Regions from separate parts of the Zea mays genome. Here region 1 is linked to region 2. The links are chromatin contacts, called in public Hi-C maps. All regions are on one chromosome and are shown on one strand. The core of a region is the stretch at or near the end of the contact, and the rest is flanking DNA. Distances in the headings are between cores, read along the strand shown. Region 1 holds the start of LOC100193477 (putative TCP-1/cpn60 chaperonin family protein). Region 2 holds the start of LOC100274235.

Region 1 (4,317 bases), core at 618-3,117, 290 kb after region 2:
AGATCTGATACCACTTGTGACACCCCGTTCACTCCCAGACTGGTGATACATACTCATGTCAGCTCTCTGGGATCATATAGAGTGTGATTGGTTGTTGCGCCGTGGTAGTATGGTTTGTACGTGAGGAGCTAGACTCCTTGTGGACAGGCTACATTCGTACACAGGCTTTTGTTTGGTTGTTTGTATCGATACATTCAGGACGGATACGAAATCTGTTTGGTTGTCTGCATCAACAAGTGTATGAGAGAGTATAAATAACTTTAAATATTATATAGCATGAGTAGTCTAGTTTTGCTTATAAAAATCTTATAAACATAAATATAAAATTAGATCGGTGATTAAATCATTTAATTAGAAGATATAAAAACAAGTTAAATTAAAAAGCCATCCACTTGTAACACCCCGTTCACTCCCAGACTGGTGATACGTACTCATGTCAGCTCTGGGATCATATAGAGTGTGATTGGTTGTTGCACCGTGGTAGTATGGTTTGTACGTGAGGAGCTAGACTCCTTGTGGACAGGCTACATTCGTACATAGACTTTTGTTTGGTTGTTTGTATCGATACATTCAGGACGGATATGAAATCTGTTTGGTTGTCTGCATCAACAAGCGTATGAGAGAGTATAAATAAACTTTAAATATTACATAGCATGAGTAGTCTAGTTTTGCTTATAAAAATCTTATAAACATAAATATAAAATTAGTTCGGTGATTAAATCATTTAATTAGAAGATATAAAAACAAGTTAAATTAAAAAGCCATCTCGATTTCTATGCCACTGCGTGCGTCCACCCAGGACGTGCTCGCCCTTCGTCGTGTGCCCGCTTAGCCTGCATGGGACCTAAATTTGCATATGTGCAGGCGTGCAGCCTGTATGGGTGGAACAATGAACCAAACATCATGCGCTTTACTGTTCCACGAATGCGGTACAGCCGCGGAGCAGACATCTAATCACGCGTATATTGTCCCACAAACCAACACATGTTTTTGTGCGTACTTTGACCTCATTCGTACGCACTCGAGAAAACTTTTCGAACGATCACCTATCCTAAATTACTCCAAGACAAACACGCTTAACTTGGAGCTTCCTTCGAGATAGACATCCCACCTTATTAATATGAATATTCTATTAATTATATTAAGCCTTGGATCAGGATATCACCATTCAGTGAGGCTAAGATATCATATTATTTGATCTGTTGGATAAAGATTACATTACAAATCCATCTGATAGTTATTATGGGGTCCTCCGTATTTGGGGAGATCCAACTCCCCTTTATTTGAAGGAAGAATGATGACTTTTACTACTAAAAACAGAGGAGAACACTGGGGAACTAGTGGAGTAACAAAGTAACCCATTCTCAGTTTTGTGAGGATAAGTACGACGAGATAATGCAAAATACTCCCTTCATACACTAAAATAATATGTATATTTTTTCCTTAAAGTGAAACTTTTATCATTAATTTCTTTAAAAATATGAAATCGACAAATACAAATTGAGCATTATATTAAAGTATTTTAAATATAAGTTCAAGTATATAACATGCATACACTAAAAATATACCCACTCCAATTTTTTATTTACCGAGTTTTAGTTCAAAAATAAACTAATGAAAACAAATATCCAAGAACGAATATAATATATTTTTAATGAATTATTAGTTAAAATTTTAAAACGTTTACATTTCTAGAAACATGTCCGCCTTATTTTATAAGATGGAGAGAGTATTTGTTGGCTCATATCTCAAACCTGAAACAGCCCATGACACCAGCCCACTTTTTCGCGCAACCGAAGCTCTGGGCCTAGGCCCAACAGACCACGGCCCATCAACAAAGCGTCGTCTCGACATCTCCAGAAGAGAGAAGAGCAAATCACAACCCGCACTCGCCCAAAACCCTACTGCTCCCGCTCCGCTCCTGCTTGGTCGAGATCACTTCGCCGCCGCCGCTTTCGAGATCTCCGGGTGGAGCAAGCGAGCAAAGGCAGCAGCCATGTCGCTCCGCGTGCTGAACCCTAACGCCGAGGTGCTCAACAAGTCGGCAGCGCTGCACATGAACATCAACGCCGCCAAGGGCCTCCAGGACGTGCTCAAGACCAACCTCGGCCCCAAGGGCACCATCAAGATGTAACCTTCCTGTCCCTCCTCTTCCCTCTTCTCGCGCCGCCCCAGCTCGCGTAGCTCTTTAGTTTGTGCGTTATCGCCAGATCACCTTCTGCTAGATTTTCGATGGCCCGTAGGGTTTGATCCTATATTTTTTGTGCGGCACTATGGGTCTAGGTTTCGTGGTGGTGTAGTTGTTCACTTGTAGGTTTGAGAGGCATGGTCTCCCCTTTGTTTTCTGTTTCTCGTTTGGTTGGCTCCGCGTGATCTAATTCATGTATGAAATTGCGCGTGGCGATTTCTGCTTGGATCTCCATTTGGCAGTGTATTTGCTTATTTGTAACAAATTGGCCACTTGCTCGTTTCAGTTGTTCAGATTTATAGCGAAAAAGTAATCTGATTGCCTTAGGTTTTCCGATGAGATGTTGCACTTCTGGCAGTTACCTAATTGAATACAAAAGGTGCAAAATTTGTTATGGGCTGCTCATTAGAATTTGCTGGCGTTTGGTTTGTGCTGCTCAGGCTTGTGGGTGGAGCTGGTGACCTGAAGCTGACGAAGGATGGGAACACCCTCTTGAAGGAAATGGTATGACTTCATCTTTCACAGAAACATTCTATTGACATCCTGATGATTTATGTACTTGGTGGTGTTTTTTTTTAATTTGCAGCAAATTCAGAACCCAACTGCAATCATGATTGCGAGGACGGCTGTGGCACAGGATGACACAAGTGGTGATGGCACAACCTCCACTGTGCTATTTATCGGGGAGCTAATGAAGCAGTCTGAGCGGTGCATCGATGAAGGTATGTTGTTGGTTTGTTCTGGGAACTTGTCTAATCTTCTCTGGGTTGGTGTATTGATTTCATTTTGTGGTTTTTGAAACTTCTTTTACTGTGTTTGAGATATCATGTTGGCATTTAGGAAATTAATGTACAACCATATTTATACCTATATAAGGTGATTTTCCTAGTTACACTATACAATTATGTCAGGTGTAGCTGCCATTTGTTGGTAAGAATTTTTACTTGATGTTAACCTTTCTGGATATTATTTTACTGTAGATTGTGGTTTGGAGTTCCTGAATTGACGCGGCATTTTGTTCTAAGAACGGGTCTGCAGTTTGAATCTTTATCTTTATCTCATCAGATATAAAAGAAATATCCTTTCTGGGTGAAGCATTGCTAATGGTTTAGGGATATCACATGATTTATGTGATGATTCATGACACCCAATTAATATTATTTTGACGTTGTTTGAACTCAGATGGCAGTCAATTTCCATGTTTAAAGTTAGAGAGCAACACAAACACAATCTTGATTAAGCATTCTTTTTTTTTCTTGTAAACCTGAAGGTATGCTGGGAAGTTCTTGTGCAGCTCATTGTGTTTAGGGAACATGAGTAATATGTATACCAGGCTTACATGGATGTTATTACATTAGTTAGCAAAAAATAATATTCTAGAATGCCAAGGTTCTACTATCTTGTACTAGGAGAGCTGTCTTTTTGGATGAAGCCTTTCTTGAAATAAGCTATTTTCTATAATTGTTTGTAGGAACTCATCCAAGATTCTTGGTTGATGGTTTTGATGTTGCTAAGAGAGCGTGTCTTGATTTTCTCGATAAGTTCAAGACGCCAGTCGTTACTGGTGAAGAACCTGACAGAGATACCTTAAAAATGGTAGCAAGAACAACACTTAGGACAAAGGTACTACAGTCTTTCATCTGCCGTGTCATAAGAAATTTACCTGTGTGCCACATGTTTTACATGGACTCGCTTTGTTGCAGTTGTATGAAGGGTTGGCTGATCAGTTGACTGATATTGTTGTGAATGCAGTATGTTTGATTTCTCTTGTCGTTTTTCTGAGAAAAGTTTCTATACCTGTCCATTTTGAAGCATATTTGAATTTTCTGCTGTTATAGGTTCTGTGCATTCGCAAACCAGATGAACCAATTGATCTATTTATGGTGGAAATAATGCACATGCGCCACAAATTTGATGTTGACACCCGTCTGGTACATATTCTTTTTTTATACGACATTGTGCTAAATTTCATAGCCTTTTTAAAGAATGGCGTTGTGTTAACATAGCAATGTAACTTGATAATGGTATATAGAGGGATGTCATAACTTTTACAAATGTGCCATGCTATTCTTGTAGGTTGAGGGTCTGGTCCTGGACCACGGTTCTCGTCACCCTGACATGAAGCGCAG
Region 2 (3,846 bases), core at 158-2,657:
TATCCAAGGTAGAACTATAGACTAATGAGGATGAGAGTAGTATAACACACCAATCTATGCTGAAACTTCGAAATGTGAATACCAATTATTGGCAAAAACCGATACTAAAGTATAACGGTTGGAACAAGAACCAATCATAAGCCTATCTATCTCTAGCAGTCTTCGTATCCCAAACCCTATTTCAAACTTCACTCTATACACAATACAATCTATATAGCACAAAATAGTGTTTTGCACGTCCACATACACAGGAGATGCTCCAATGGATATCAATTGGTGATAAAAAAAAACCATACTAAGGATCTGTTGGGAGGACTCCCAAACCGGCTATAGCTCTTGGATGAGCTCTCTCAAACAGACAAACAGTCTAAAAAAGGAGTTCACAACAAAGAATACTGAGGAGCCGGAGCCATTTTTAAAGAGGAGTCAAAGCCAAAAAATAGCTTCTAACAGATCCTCCTATCACTCCCCTTCTATCACGTCAAGAGGAGCCATTTTGCTAAACGATTCGTTAAAAAAACACTTGCTCGTGACTCAGCAATGGCGAAGGCGGTCGACCCCGACAGGCCAACAAAGGATGCGAAGGGCCCATGTCTTCATCCACGGGAAAGGAGACAGGTGCCGAACCCTCGCACCGTTCGACTACATCGGAACGGTGCTCGATCACCCTAGAACCACCTGCCAGCGACTACACATGGGTATTAATTCAGGTGTAATAGGGGAACTCATGTTTACATACCTTTAATTACCCTGCTGTATTGTACACGTAAGAAATATAGCCGGTAGTCGGAGGTATATTCGTACTTGGGTCTACCAACCCTGACTATTCCTATAAATACCCGCGCCTTGTAATAGAATGCAACACACTTAACAAATAGGCCTGGGCAAAAAAAAACCCCGAAAATCGATCAAACATTAGAATTCTTTGGTTACAATTTTTGAGAAACCAAAATTTAGTCCAGTGTTCGATTTAAACCGAAATTTTAACCCACTAGCTCGCAATCCCATTTTAGCCCAGCCCAAGTGTGCACCTTCCTCGCTTGATCTCGCCCGTGCGCTGGCTCCTCACGCCGCCAGGCCCAGGAGCACCCAAGCCAGGCACACAGCCTGATAGCCCTCGCCTCAATCTTCACGGCGATGCTGGATTGCTGGTGGCTCCTCAAAGAGATGTTTGTTTCATCACTGTTGGGTACTCAAACTTCACATGTTGGATATATACTATTTCATTCTATATTTTAAACTTTACTTTATAAAGAGTATAATATATAGCACAAAACGTAGATTTAACGGAGACGTAAACAAGGTGCAGCCAGCTGGAACAGCGAGCAGTGCAGTGGCGACTTCTGGGCCCCACTCCACTATACAATCGCGACTACGCTCACCTACCCATTCCACTCCGCCCCACCACTGGTCAACGAATCTTTCCTGCACTGTCCTGTCCGCCGCCGCTCAACCTCATCGGAACTCCACTCCTCCTCACCCCCACAGCAACTCCCACCTCATGGAGAAAGCTGCGCACGTTGCCGCCGGCGCGACGCAAGAGCAGGAATCGTCTCCGAACAGGTTGTAGCCCCCCTCTGCTTCCTCCGCCTGCGCTGTTAAATACTGCGTCTGTTCATGCGGTAGCTGTACATGACAGGAGTGGTTGAAGAATCGACGAGCAGAACAAGCCTGTTCCAGCCCCGTGTTCGACGCCTCACTCTTTTTAGTCTTACTATTGTGCATTGCTAGTAGTATACGTAGCTACGTGCGAAAGAAAGAAAGAAAGAAAGGTCTTTCTATGATCTGAAACAATGGTCAACCAAAAGCAGCTTTATAGCAATCTGCGGTGCCGATTCAGCTGTATATCTCTTAATGAAAACGATGCATTTTGAGTCGCATCTTTTTTTCTTTCTTTCGAAAAGCAACCGGCAAGAATTAGCTGGTCATTTATTAATAAAGAAGAAGCGAATACACAGACTGAGACTAAGAACCAACCCCAAGAGCAAAATTTGAGTCACATCCTTGTTTCCTGAAACAAAACCTTTTTTAGATGATGGAGAAACCAGAGAGAAGGATACATGTAACATTGTGGCAATTTTGGGGCTAGTAGCAGATCTAGGATTTATTTTAGGGTATGCTGTTCAAAATTTTTCATACAGAATTTGGTAGATTTATTTTAGCAATTCTGTAACAACTGTAGAAATTGCACCAAGATTCGTTATAGATGCACTAAGGGACTGTTTGGTTCGTAACTAACTGTGACACTTTGACTAGGTTAGGCAAAGTATGGCAAGCTAGGCAGCGAACTAAATAGACCCTAAGTAAAACGGTAAGGCCTAAGTTCAAGGATTAAGTTAAAATCATCCACTAAATACAAATATGAAAAGTTGAATTTAGAGACTTACATTGTTGTTTTTACTGTTTTATTTGATGCTTTTGAAGGGACATGATTGTCTTGCTTATTCTCCATTCTCCAGCCTCTAGTTTTTTTATTTTTTGCCGCTTCATTGATCTGATGCAGTAACAAGAATCATGTTCAACCACAGGCTTGACGACGCAGCGAGGCATCATGGCTCTGCTGAAGCGATTCCTGAAAGGTGATTCGATCCTCTTCCAGAGCCATGTCGTTCTTTCATGAATGCTAATATTGGCCAGTGCATCAGACTTGCGGTGGTCACAGGAGGAAACAAAGGAGTTGGCCTAGAAGTATGCCGCCAGCTTGCTCTCAAGGGTGTGACAGTTATCCTTACAGCAAGGGATGAGAAACGAGGAAAAGATGCTGCCGAGACCCTTCGCCGTGAATGCCAACTCCCAAATATCATATTCCATCAGCTCGATGTCAGAGATGATGATAGTGCCACCACATTGGCCCGGTATGTAGAAAGAAGATATGGGAAGCTCGACATCTTGGTAATTAAATCGTGCTCTACTCCTGTTTTTAGTACTTTGTGTCTTTAGTACACCTAATTGATGGTATGGTGGGTGTTACAGGTGAACAATGCAGCTATTTCAGGAATTGTAGCAGATGAGGAAGGCCTGAAAGCTCTTAACATTGATGCAGAGACATGGGTAATTATATTATTCTAGCTTTTGGCAGCTTATCTATTCATGCATGATGTTTACTTTGTGTTCAGAATGCACCTGTAGTCTCTTGGAGTGAGAAGAATCTCAGTATATGATGATTTAATTACTTCGTGCTTTTCCCTGTTATTGGTACCACAGCCAGTGATAAATGTTTGTGTTTCAGACATCTGGCAGGGCAGCTAATCTTCTGAAAGAAGTATTCCAGAATACCAATGATGAGGCATTCAACTGTCTGAATACCAATTACTATGGATGCAAACGGGTAACAGAAGCTCTTCTTCCACTTCTGAAGCTATCTACATCAGGAGGAGCAAGGATTGTCAATGCCTCCTCACTTGCGTCGGAGCTGAAGGTGTGGAGCTCCTGCATTCCTGCACGAACAGAGAAGATATCTATGTTACTCACCCTGATTATATTGTTGCCAGAGAATGCCAAATGAGAAGCTGCGAAACGATTTGAGCAACATTGACATCTGGGACGAGGACCGGATAGAAGCAGTGCTCGACACATTCTTGGAGGACCTGAGGAGCGGGCGGCTGGAAGAGGCTGGGTGGCCCGTGATGCTACCAGCCTACAGCGTATCGAAAATGGTCATCAATCTGTACACCAGGATCATGGCAAGGAGGTATCCGGAGATGCGCATCAACTGTGTGCGACCTGGCTTTGTCAAGACGGACATCAACTGGAATCTGGGGGTCCTGACGCCTGAACAAGGTGCGAGAGGGCCAGTCATGCTAGCTCTCCTCCCCGATGATGGACCAACTGGGTGCTATTTTGATC

What was found. Hi-C and Micro-C count contacts between places; a contact is called where the count stands out from the background.
Region 1: a Hi-C map of bundle sheath shows a contact between it and region 2, with 3 times the contacts expected there. The contact joins the promoter of LOC100193477 here to the promoter of LOC100274235 in region 2. A contact is called at or near these places in 7 of 25 Hi-C or Micro-C datasets (bundle sheath, ear, leaf and 3 more).

Annotation. Positions count from the first base shown.
Region 1 is chr2:224,397,150-224,401,466 of Zm-B73-REFERENCE-NAM-5.0, forward strand. It overlaps LOC100193477 (putative TCP-1/cpn60 chaperonin family protein), which reads left to right and starts at 1,868. Exons shown (of 15, transcript NM_001254862.2): 1 at 1,868-2,130; 2 at 2,629-2,692; 3 at 2,775-2,910; 4 at 3,660-3,811; 5 at 3,892-3,939; 6 at 4,027-4,119; 7 at 4,265-4,317. The coding sequence starts at 1,997.
Region 2 is chr2:224,105,737-224,109,582 of Zm-B73-REFERENCE-NAM-5.0, forward strand. LOC100274235 reads left to right here and starts at 1,408. Exons shown (of 5, transcript NM_001148605.1): 1 at 1,408-1,563; 2 at 2,529-2,579; 3 at 2,646-2,892; 4 at 2,974-3,051; 5 at 3,230-3,846. The coding sequence starts at 1,502. The coding sequence ends at 3,505.